Regions from separate parts of the Pan troglodytes genome. Here region 2 is linked to region 1. Evidence: chromatin contacts called from public Hi-C data. All regions are on one chromosome and are shown on one strand. Each heading gives the region's core, a stretch centred on a gene start, on an enhancer-like site or on the middle of the called end of the contact. The rest is flanking DNA. Distances are from core to core; before and after follow the strand shown. Region 1 has its middle 74 kb from the start of UBL3. Region 2 has its middle 190 kb from the start of KATNAL1.

Region 1 (5,216 bases), core at 1,496-3,995:
TACTTCCTTCTTCCAGATCTAGGGATCCCTGGTTACTCCTGGATTACTCCCATCATCCAAAGCTGCTCTCTTCTGCTTATATATCATTTGAGGGAAGCACAATTCTAAGAAGTTATGAACCACCCCTAAGTTATGACTTTTCTAAACATTCCAAGTATTATGATGACTTTCAGACTGGAGATTTGTGCTATCTGCCCAGTCAAAGTCAGCCAGCCATGGCGCATTCAGAACATGTGTTGTCAACAAAAACTGGCATCATAGAAGTGGCTAAAGGTGTACCTCACAGGCCTGGCATCAGGTTCATCAGAGGCACTGCGCGTTGAGAAACAGTGGGGTAAAGTGACATCACCAAGGTGAACGGGTGAAATTCAGCTCCAACTTCAAAAGTTATTCTTAGGGAAGAAAATCATCTCTTCTCTCTTCCTCCTTCGGCTCCTGTTGGCCGGTGCCTTCCTGAACCTGAGGAATGTCTTTGCTCTTTCCAACTCCCACATTCAAAACAGAGTCTTACAACTCAGCCACATTTTCTGCTGAGCCAGCCACTGGGAACAAACACCAAGGTCTGTGGCAACCAAAGGTGTATGTGTGTGTGTGTTTGAGTGTGTGTGAGAGAGTGTGTGTGAGAGAGAATGTGAGTACATATTTGTTTATTTGTGTTTGTGTGTAGTGTGAGTGGGTGTATGTGTCTGAGTGTTTGCATATGCGTGAGAGTGTCTATGTGTGTGTTTATGTGTGCGTTTGTGTGTGTTGTGAGTGTATGGTTGTGTTTGTGTCTGTGTGTGTGGTGTGAGTGTGTGCATGTGTATCTCTGCATGTGTGTTTTTGTGGGGTTTGTGTGTATGCATTAACGTGTGTGGGGGCAGTATGTGTGTGTTTCTGTGTGTGTGTGTGTGTGTATTGCTTTTCTTCTAGTCTCCTCCTCCACACCATCAGCCCACGCAATCCACACCTCGTAAAACAGAACCCACATCCCCATCCTACTACAAGGAACTGGAGAAAAAAAAAAAAACAAGCAACAAACCCTCCTGCCACAGTCAGAGCCCAAGGAGAAAACTGGGTGTAGATTTCAATCCACCCTCCCAGGTCTGCAGGTGTGAGACAAGGTCACCTTTCTTGAATGTCATGACAGTTTTCAGTGTGTGTGACTCATCTATGTTATTCCAGTTCTCCTTCATTAGGGGGATAAAATGCTTTTCTATCTTTAATGAATGCCAGTGATTCAGGAGTTCGAGAGAGGTGGGCCCTAATTAGTTAAGCAGGGTTTCCATTACACAGAAAGCCTGAAAGGAAGGATTTTGGCTATTCCTGTGCCAGCAGCCAGAAGCCCAAGCCACACCAGAATAGGGAGGTGTCGTTTTGTTGTCAGTCACCAAGAGAACCGGAGAAAGAGTTGTGAAACCAGGCTAAGGCCCTGGCACTGGCTTCCTTGTCTGTAAAATGTGAGTGCTAGACTGGAGTTCTGGATCTCTGCCAGCTCACAGATGATATGACTCTCTAAAGTATTTGGTCAATATTAGGCAGTCCCCACTGGAAAGCTGGGTTAATAGACAACTTGCAGGCTTAGTCCTGAGAAAGCCTCGTGACGTTACTAAGGAATATAGTAGAGAATCCAAAGAGGAGAGGGGGAACTCTACCTACTTTGGTGGAATAAATAGGGTTTTTTAATGAGAGAAGAGTAAGCCCTAGCCCAAATTGTGTAGCAGCCACGGTTCACGTCCAGCTCCTGCATAATCCTTTTTCCCTATCAATCTCAGTAAAGGATCTAAAATCAATGACTTCTTGTTTTGATGGTTTTGAAGTCACTGTTTTTCCGTCAAAGGGGTATGTGCATTTTAGTTTTATTTTCAGCTGTGGGGTGGAAGGCCTCTCTCTGTGGCAGGAACTGCAGGCATGAGCAGTGGCTGGGGGAATGGGTGTGCACAGCTGCAGCCTCAAGGTCTCAAGCCTGATGTCCTTACTTCTGGTGCAGGGACTTTGTAGATTGGGAGGCCCATTCTCTCTCTCTCTCTCTCTCTCTCTCTCTCGCTCGCTCTCGCTCTTGCTCTGACTCTCTCCCTCTCTGCTGATGGCTTATGCTTTCCCTCAAGAAGCACTCAGAACTTTCTGCGGCCACTCCTTGCTGCGTACAGCTGGCAATCCAGATGCCCCAAGCCCCCCAGCAGGAGTCCTTCCCAGCGGAGTCGTTCCTCCATGGAAAGACGCACCAGGAAGCCCTCCTTGGCAGAGGGCTGCCCTCTTTTGCCCTGAGCACCCTAGAGCGAGGCTGGAGTAGCTAGGAGCATGATGAGCAAGTGGGGCTCTCCTCTCTGTTTGCATTCCATTTGATGAGGCAGCTGGCGAAGCTTCTCCCCCGTCTCAGCTGCGGGGTGAGCAGACTGCGGCTACTGACTCTGATGTGCTCACCGGAGCATCACCTGCCTCCAGCCAGGAATTCCACCTGTTCCAGTGACACCAAAGATGTGTAGGAAGGATGTCCTCATCCACCTCAAACAACTCCCAAATGAATTTCCTTCTTTTGAGGGGGCTAGCGACAGGAAAAAACATGGCATCACCAGGCACTGAGCACTTTAAGCAGACAGAGCCTCTTGTAAAATAGGAAGCGGAGAGCCTTTAAGTCGCACATGGCATTAGCTGCCATGTCTTGAATTTGGGCAGCCAGTCCAGGCAGGCAAACCCAGCTGGAGAGGAGCAGGACAGGGTGCCCAGCAGGGGGCGCTGTATTGCACGCGCCCCCGGAGACAAAGGCTGCCGATGGAGGGGTGGGTCCTAGCCCCAGCAAGGACGCCAGGAGTGTGACTCAGGTGCTGTTGTTGGTTAGAGGAGTGGCTAAGGCAGGAGAAATCCTGAATCACGCTGTGGCCACGTGGCACCAGGATCACACACTTGGTGAGATTGTGCTCATGCCCTGAGCCATTTCCTCATCCAAAACAAATATTTGAGTTTAAAGAGCTGAGTAAAGCTGCAGAACGTTTTGTAGATTTATCACATTTTCTCTGCTGCAACTAGAGGCCTTGGAGAGCCTTACTTGTGGCAGTCCACACAAGAACCTTGTTTCTGTAAGTAGTTTGCACTGAAAGCCAGTGACTTCATACATAAAGAATGTCCTCTCTGGCTGGCTCGCCCAGTCTCCACTTCTTCTGTTTTGTTTGTGTAATTGGTGCCTAGACAGAATTTCCAAAAGCATTCACCCAAAACTGAAGGGGATGGGGTATACGGCTTGGGAACAGTCTCCTTCTCCAGCCTCGCATGCCATTCTAGGGCTAGCCTGCCGTTCCCCAGCTCAGAGAAGGAACCCAGCAAGTGCATGACTGTTGGAAGGCAGTTGCTTGTCCTGTTTCTGTCGCAGGCATGATATGTGATCTGGGTGACTTACTTACCCTCTCTAGCTATTAGTTTCCTAACCTGTAAAAATTATGTCCAAGATCCTGTCCAACTAAACTTTTAAGCCTGTCTGGATTAGGCTCAAGGCATTTTGGGGCTTGTGGAAGCAGCTCAAAGTTGGATCTGTGGTTTGAGTCTCCTTGGGGTGTCCTCTACCTAAGCCAGAACTTGGGCTCTGGAGCAAATGGAGCCAGTCCTCAGAATCACCTTGATATTTCATGGGCCTTTCATGTGGGTTTTTAAGTGACTTAAAAACCCGGGCTGTTAGAAAAACAACAGCAACCACCAGAGACCATCTGGAACTAGAAGAGTCTAAGGGAACAAAGAAAGAGGGAATCTAAGAGGACATGGGTAAAGGGGGATTCCTCAGAGCAACTGCTTCACAGCAGTCATTTTATGATGAGATTTCCATTTTTCCAATACTCGTATCTCCAAAACACATATTCCGTCTCTCTCTCTTCAGAGATCACATTGCCTCTGCCTTTTGGCATTATCTGCCATGTCTCAAATTTAATCAGCCTTTTTTCCCCTTTGTCTTGGCAATAGAACCACTGGTGTCAATGCTTAGACTGTGAGTCTTGCAGTTCAAAGAGAGAATTGAGTCAGCAGAACAGGACCGACTCAGCATTCCCAGGTTGGCCACAGTGGGGCCAATTCTCTGGTCCATATTTTGGCCTAATTCCCATTGAAATCCAATGCCCAGTAAGAAGTACAAGCTTTACATCTACAATTATGAACAAAGGTTTTTAAGCGGCTACAGGGCAAAAAATAGGGATCTGCATCTCTCTATCAGCAATTACCCTAGACTTATTATTATAATAGCCCAACTGTCCGTGCAGTTGCTCACGTGGGCCCAGGGGCCAGGCCATTCCTATGCATGCCCTCAGCTCAGCCCTCCCCACTCATGGCTGATGGGATCAGGCCTACCACTCATTATGAGTTAGGGAGGAGAAATGAGAAACGGAGAGCTGGAAAGATTTTATGTGTTCTTCTTCCCCTACTACTCACCACTACTTCATGTTTTTATTACTTAGCAGTAAGTTATCCTGAACAAGTACTTTACTGTTACAGAAATAGAAGGAAAACCAAGAGGTATTAAGAATGCTGAGTCATCATGGGAGCTTGGACGGAGTGACCAGGGGTGAGGTTACAAAAGGTGAAATGTACATCTCTGGGTATCAATAGTAGGATAATCTCCATTGAATTGCCCCGAATTACAGCTTGTTACTCGAGAAATAAAGGCCCAAGGGACCTGTGGTAGAAATGGTAAGCTATCTAGTGATTTGCAGGGGTTATCAACCCTGGATCTGCATGAGAAATGCTCCACAAACAAAAATTAGTCACAGCTATACCGCACCTACTGAACGACGGTTTCTGGAGGGCGGGTCTCAGGCATCAATATCTTTAAAGGCTCAAGATGATCTCGACGCACAGCTAGGAATAAGAACACCAAAACATAGCAAGTACTTTTTTCTCCACTAAGGAAGGAAATTAAGAAATGTCCCAAAAGCTGGAAAGAGACTGTTATAGCATTAAATAAATAAAATTCTATTTTTTTTTCTTTTGAGGCGGAGTCTCGCTCTGTCTCCCAGGCTGGAGTGCAGTGGTGCGATCTCGGCTCACTACAACCTCTGCCTCCCAGGTTCAAGCGATTCTCCTGCCTCAGCCTCCCAAATAGCTGGGATTACAGGCGCCTGCCACCGCATTCAGCTAATTTTTTATATTTTTAGTAGAGACGTGTTTTCACCGTGTTAGCCAGGTGGTCTCCATCTCCTGACCTCGTGATCCATCCGCCTCGGCCTCCCAAAGTGCTGGGGTTACATCCGTGAGCCACT
Region 2 (5,216 bases), core at 688-3,187, 190 kb before region 1:
CCCCTTCCACTAAGAATGTTTGGCCACAAGAGCTCTTTAATATTTGCTAAATAATAATGCAGATACTGCTTGCTGTCTTTGGTGTTAGGTGTTTAGTTTGGTTTGGCCCAATTAGATCAGAAAAGTTATTCTTTCACCAACATATGGGTAGCAAACTATCTTCTTTACGTAATTCTTTGTCTTCAAATTATTCCATGTCCTCTCTAATTAGAAAGCACTTGTAAACACTTGATGACTTGAATTAAAAGGCTTAACACAAAGCCTAAAGCGTTGCCTATGCTGTCTCTCATCCATATTTTGTAGATTTAAGATCACTCCCTATCTGCACTTGTGAGCCATCTCTGCTCCCTGGATCCATGTCAACCTGTTTCTGTTCCTCCTAACTGCCCCCTATCCCCCAGCTGCCACTGGGAAGCATAATGGCAGGGCCGTGGGCTGGCTCCCTCCAGAAGCTGTTGCTCTGACAACTGAGTGATGGGAAGAAAGCCTGGGCCATCCAAGCTGGTGGCTTCAGGAAGGGTGGAGGACAGTCTCCACGCTGCTGCTGCCGAGTGCTGATGAAGAGACTTCCTCTGAGGCCGGCTCGGCCCTGAGCCTCGCAGGAGACCCACCATCTGTCTTAGCTTCTCTGCCTCTCCCGGTTTTACAAGAGGTGGGAAACCCAGGCCCAGAGGGACACAACCCAACCTTGCTGATTTGGTCTACAAAGGATCTGTCAATTTACTTTGCAAAGTAAGTCATTGGTATTTACTTTCTCCTCCTCCTTCTTTTGCCGTCCATTCAGAAATGTCTGAATGATCACTGCTGCGTCAGCCTCTGTGAAATTCAACTCTGTACACAATCAACAGAACAGATGTCCACACAGAGTAAGTTACAAGAGGGAGTCCATGTCACAAAGCTAACTGCCTGACTTAGATGGCTGAAATTCCCAGGCATTTCCACATTTATACATTGTATTCAGGGAATAAAACACAAGGCTGAGGCTAAGGTCTGAATGTTTGTGTCCTCTCAAAATTCACGTTAAAACTGAGCTCCCAAGGTGATGGCATTAGCAGGCAGGGCCTTTGGGAAGTGATTAGGTCACCCTGATGAACGGGATTAGTGCCCTTATAGAAGAGATCCCAGGGAACGCTCTTCCTCCTTCTCCCAGGTAAGGACACAGCTAGGAGGCACCATCTATGAACCAGAGAGCAGGCTTTCCCCAGACACTGAATCAGCTGGCGCCTTGATCTGGGACTTCCCAGCCCCAAGAACTGTGAGAAATCAGTTTCTATTGTTTATAAGCTACCAGTCTAGGGCATTTTGCTATAGCAGCCTGACTATAGCAGCTGGATTAGGATTGCCATTTAGAGTTATAAGCTTTTTCAGATGTTCATATGAAGACATTTTACTTATCATTTGTTTTCATTAAATTAAGTAAATAAACATTTTTAAAGTTACTCAAACTGTGTTCTATGGTGCTTTAATTTAACTTTCTTATTCATTACCCTACTTATTCATTCCTTATTCCAGATAAAAGCCTTTGTGAAGGTCAGTGTTATGTATTTAATATATTTAAGAAAACGTTGCATTTATAACTCATTCATTCCTTGCCAAAGTATCCGTGGTTCCAGGAGAAAGAGCCAACGCGGCTATATTTGCCCCGCAGACAAGTAAGTGTTTCGTTGCCATTGGGTTCACGACATGCAGGTGCATAACATTCTCTGCCTGCACTTTCCGGGCCTTACTTACCATTCTTCCTTTCTATCGCATCTCCTTTCTTTCATTCCTTAAGCCTGTGGGAATCCTGCCACCAAGCCCTCTGATGGGAAAATGCGTCCACTGTTTTCTTTAGCTGAAAACTACCCCTAAACTACTGAAGGGGAAAGCCCAGCGCTGGGGAACCGGTGTCCGCCAGGGGGAGCCGTGGTTTCTGTCTGGGGACGCAGCGCTCCGGGCCAGCACCTGGCTGCGACGGCTGCGCGGGGACGCAGTGCGCGCGCCTCACGCGCCGCGAGCTGACTCAGGCTTGCAGGTTGCAGCGGCGCTCGCCTGCCTGGGCGCTGCGGCTCGCGGGGTGCCGGCCTGCAGCCAGGGGCACGGGGCCTGGCGCAGAGCCAGGCGACGAGCGACGGGGGCTTGAACCAGCTTGGGCCCCGCGACCTGCCCCGGCCGGGGGTGGACGGCGCGGCGCCGGGCAGCGAGCACCTGGGCGGGGACGCGCTCGGTGAACGGGGTCACAGAGTCACTAATGGCTCCCGCCACCCCCGCCGCCGCCGCCTCCCGCAGCCGCCCGCGCGGCGGAGGAAATGGACCTGCCAGAGGATTGATCTCCCTGGGAAATGGCTGCGTCGGCGCTGCGGTTCCAAGGAGTCTGGCAGCCTCGCTGCAGTGTCCTTCCAGAGCCATCCCCTGCAGCCCTCGTGCCTCTCTGCCCTTTTTTTCCTCTTACAAAAACAAAATGTTTCTAAATTTCCAGCCAGGGGGCCCTATCCTCAATAGATCTGTCATTCACTGGGGCCCTTGAAATCACGGGTCATTGCAAGCAATTTTCTAAACTTCGTTTTTAGCTGGGGAAACTCCCCAGGGTCTGTGGTCAAGGGAGAGCAGGGGTATTTAAAAGCTGACCCTTGTAACCCACTGCTCTCCCTTCTCCTTTGAAGATAAAGGGAGGGCGGGGTTCTGAACACTGACTCGAGGAAGTTTGGGAATTCTCGTGCCCACGTTCCTGCTAAGGAGTGGCTAGTGGAGCGTGAGAGCAGTTACTATGAGCCAGACCCGTGCTAAGCCTCACATTGAAGGCATTTCGTGCTCCAAGGAATCCGATCACTCTCATTTTACAGAGGACAAAATCAGGGCTCAGCGAGGCCTGGTCATTTGCCAAAGCTTACACACCTAGGCTCTGCCAGAGGCACCCTTGTCACTTAACTCCCCGACTGAGTCCCCTTAACCTCCACCCAGAGAGGAGAGGTTCCCGGAGTGGTTTAAGAGATAACAACTCCCCTATTGACGGGGGCGAGGAGTAGGCAAAGTGGGATCCCCAAGCCATTGCCAGAGACTTCCGGGTTCAAGAGTGGTTCAAGAGTCCTTGTGTATAAAAAGAGCAGATAAAGAGTTTGCTTCAGGCACTCTCAGCATCAAAGTCACCTAACATTTGCCCAGTTTAGGGGGTGGGGGAGTTTGGGGGTATATCAGTTTGCTAGGCATAGTATAATATCATAGACTGGGTGGCTTAGACAACAGACATAGATGTTCTCACTGTTCTGGAGGCTGGACGTCCGAGATAAAGATGTAGTCCGGGCGTGTTTCTCCAGGGCCTCCTTGGCTGCCTTTTGCTGTGTGCTCACATGGGTTTTCCTCTGTGCATGCACTTGTCTATGTCCAGATTTCCTCTTTGTATGAGGACACCAGTCAGATGGGATTAGGGCCTACTCTAAGACCTCATCTTAACTTAATTAACTCTGTAAAGCTCTTATCTCCAAATACAGTTACATTCTGAGGCACTAGACGGCAACAGGATTTTTTGGGGGGGGGTGGGGAGAGGGGTAAAATTCAGCCCTAAGAGAGGTCCAAATAAATGTTACTTGTAAGATACCACACCTTGAAAAATGTGTGTTCCTATTCCGTATGTAAATCAGTCAGGTTTTTATTTTTGCACATAAACATCTTTCCTAAGAACAGAGAGCCCTGAGAAAAATGCCCAAGCACTCTGTACTCTGTCTATTCATTGTTTTTTAGGAGTCATGAGTCTTTGGTTTGGCTCAAGCAAAATCATGTGTGAAATCCAATAAATGGGAAGTCTTTATTGCTCAACCACTTTTGAAAAATATCTATCATTGAGGCCAATTTTTTTTTTTTTCTCCTGTCAGGTCTCATGATTTTCTACTGAAACCAACTCTGGAGTAAAAGGCTTACGTTGGCAGGAGAGTGTAGTACCGAATGGCGGACGCTAGATGACGCCCCGGGTAGAGGCAGGGAGGAAACAAAATGTCTGCAGCCTCAGCTCAGGCTTTGATTTGGCTGGAATGCGTTCATTCATTCTTGAAGTTGGAGTTTTTCAATCAAAATGAAACCTACTGCTCTGACTCTAATGGAAAAGTCAGGGTTTTGTTTTGTTTTGTTTTTTTAATGGTAATGAGCAGTATGTGATCTAATCGAGGAATTATAATTGATCGATGCTAAAGTGATTATTACCAGGAGCTCTCGTTTTTCTGTTAGACATCTTCAGTGGCTGTTCTCTTTGGGAGAGCACGTGCTTCCTAATCTCTTCCTCCCCTCGTTCCTGCAGGGCTCCCTGCCTCCCAGGTGCAGGCTCTCCCTCTGCAGTGGCTGAGCAAAGTCTCACGTCTCTGCTGAATACACTGGCATGTCTGTAGGCGGGGGACCGTGTCAATTGAGTTGTATGACATAATTTTGGAAAAAGAGGGGCTTCCGCAGAGAAGAAGATGAAAAGGTGCTTGTGACCTGGAATGCTTATTATGCCAAATTTCCCAGGCCAAGAACTGTGGCGCTGCATCTTAATTTAGTTCTGGGTTTGGAGCCGTGCGGCATCAGGATGGGAGAAATGACTACAGAAATGACTCCCACAGCTTCTCATTCATTTGTTCCCCTGGGGTATTGCCAGGTTGGGAGAGGGAGGCTGTAGGTTACAGCGATGTCTCCTCCACCTTAGTGTACAAAGGAAAGGGCAGGACAACAGATGGTTTATGCATTACTTGAAAATGTTCTCCTGAACCGTCCATACTGTCTTTAGTCTGCGGGGTCCAGAGTCACATCAGGCTTATCTTTTAACACTGAGTGCTCTGCACTCTTATATTCACTGGGAAAAGCTGGATTGTGCAGTGATTCCCAATCCTGGCTCCATGTTTCACCATTCGTGCTGCGTGGTCTCCAGCTATTTCCCCTCCCCATTCATTCTTCGTCCTTCTCTGCCCTGTGCAGACCCCTAGAAGCTGTTCTTTGTGACCTGCTCCAGTCCCTGTTCCCCTCTCTTGCCCTCTTGCTTCTTAGCTGGGCTTGGCCATTGGATGGAAGGGAGAGAAGTGAGGGTGTCTCTTCTGTTCTCCCCCTGCTGGCAGTGGTGGGTCCTTCTGGGGCCCCAGCTCCAGTTAGGCAGCCCCATGCCCTGCTGCTAGCTCTCCCTGGTTTGCTAGAACACCGCTTTCTGCCTTTGCCCCTTCAGGCTTCAGGGTGAAACGGCTTCCAGCTCTGCCATCCCTAGTTAGTTTGTTTATGCC

Evidence for each region. Hi-C and Micro-C count contacts between places; a contact is called where the count stands out from the background.
Region 2: a Hi-C map of stem cell-derived neural progenitor cells shows a contact between it and region 1, with 4 times the contacts expected there. The contact joins two enhancer-like sites. A contact is called at or near these places in 2 of 7 Hi-C or Micro-C datasets (blood and stem cell-derived neural progenitor cells) and 1 of 1 datasets of contacts at active chromatin or transcription factors (stem cell-derived excitatory neurons).

Annotation. Positions count from the first base shown.
Region 1 is chr14:29,092,965-29,098,180 of NHGRI_mPanTro3-v2.0_pri, reverse strand. No RefSeq gene overlaps it. Among named protein-coding and RNA genes, the nearest start is that of UBL3, 74 kb to the right of the region's middle. Within about 2 kb of position 2,745, at least 12 of the 24 cell types and tissues checked have an H3K27ac peak or open chromatin away from gene starts, as enhancers often do. A contact at or near this core is called in stem cell-derived neural progenitor cells, where this site is marked.
Region 2 is chr14:29,282,907-29,288,122 of NHGRI_mPanTro3-v2.0_pri, reverse strand. No RefSeq gene overlaps it. Among named protein-coding and RNA genes, the nearest start is that of KATNAL1, 190 kb to the left of the region's middle. Within about 2 kb of position 1,937, at least 15 of the 24 cell types and tissues checked have an H3K27ac peak or open chromatin away from gene starts, as enhancers often do. A contact at or near this core is called in stem cell-derived neural progenitor cells, where this site is marked.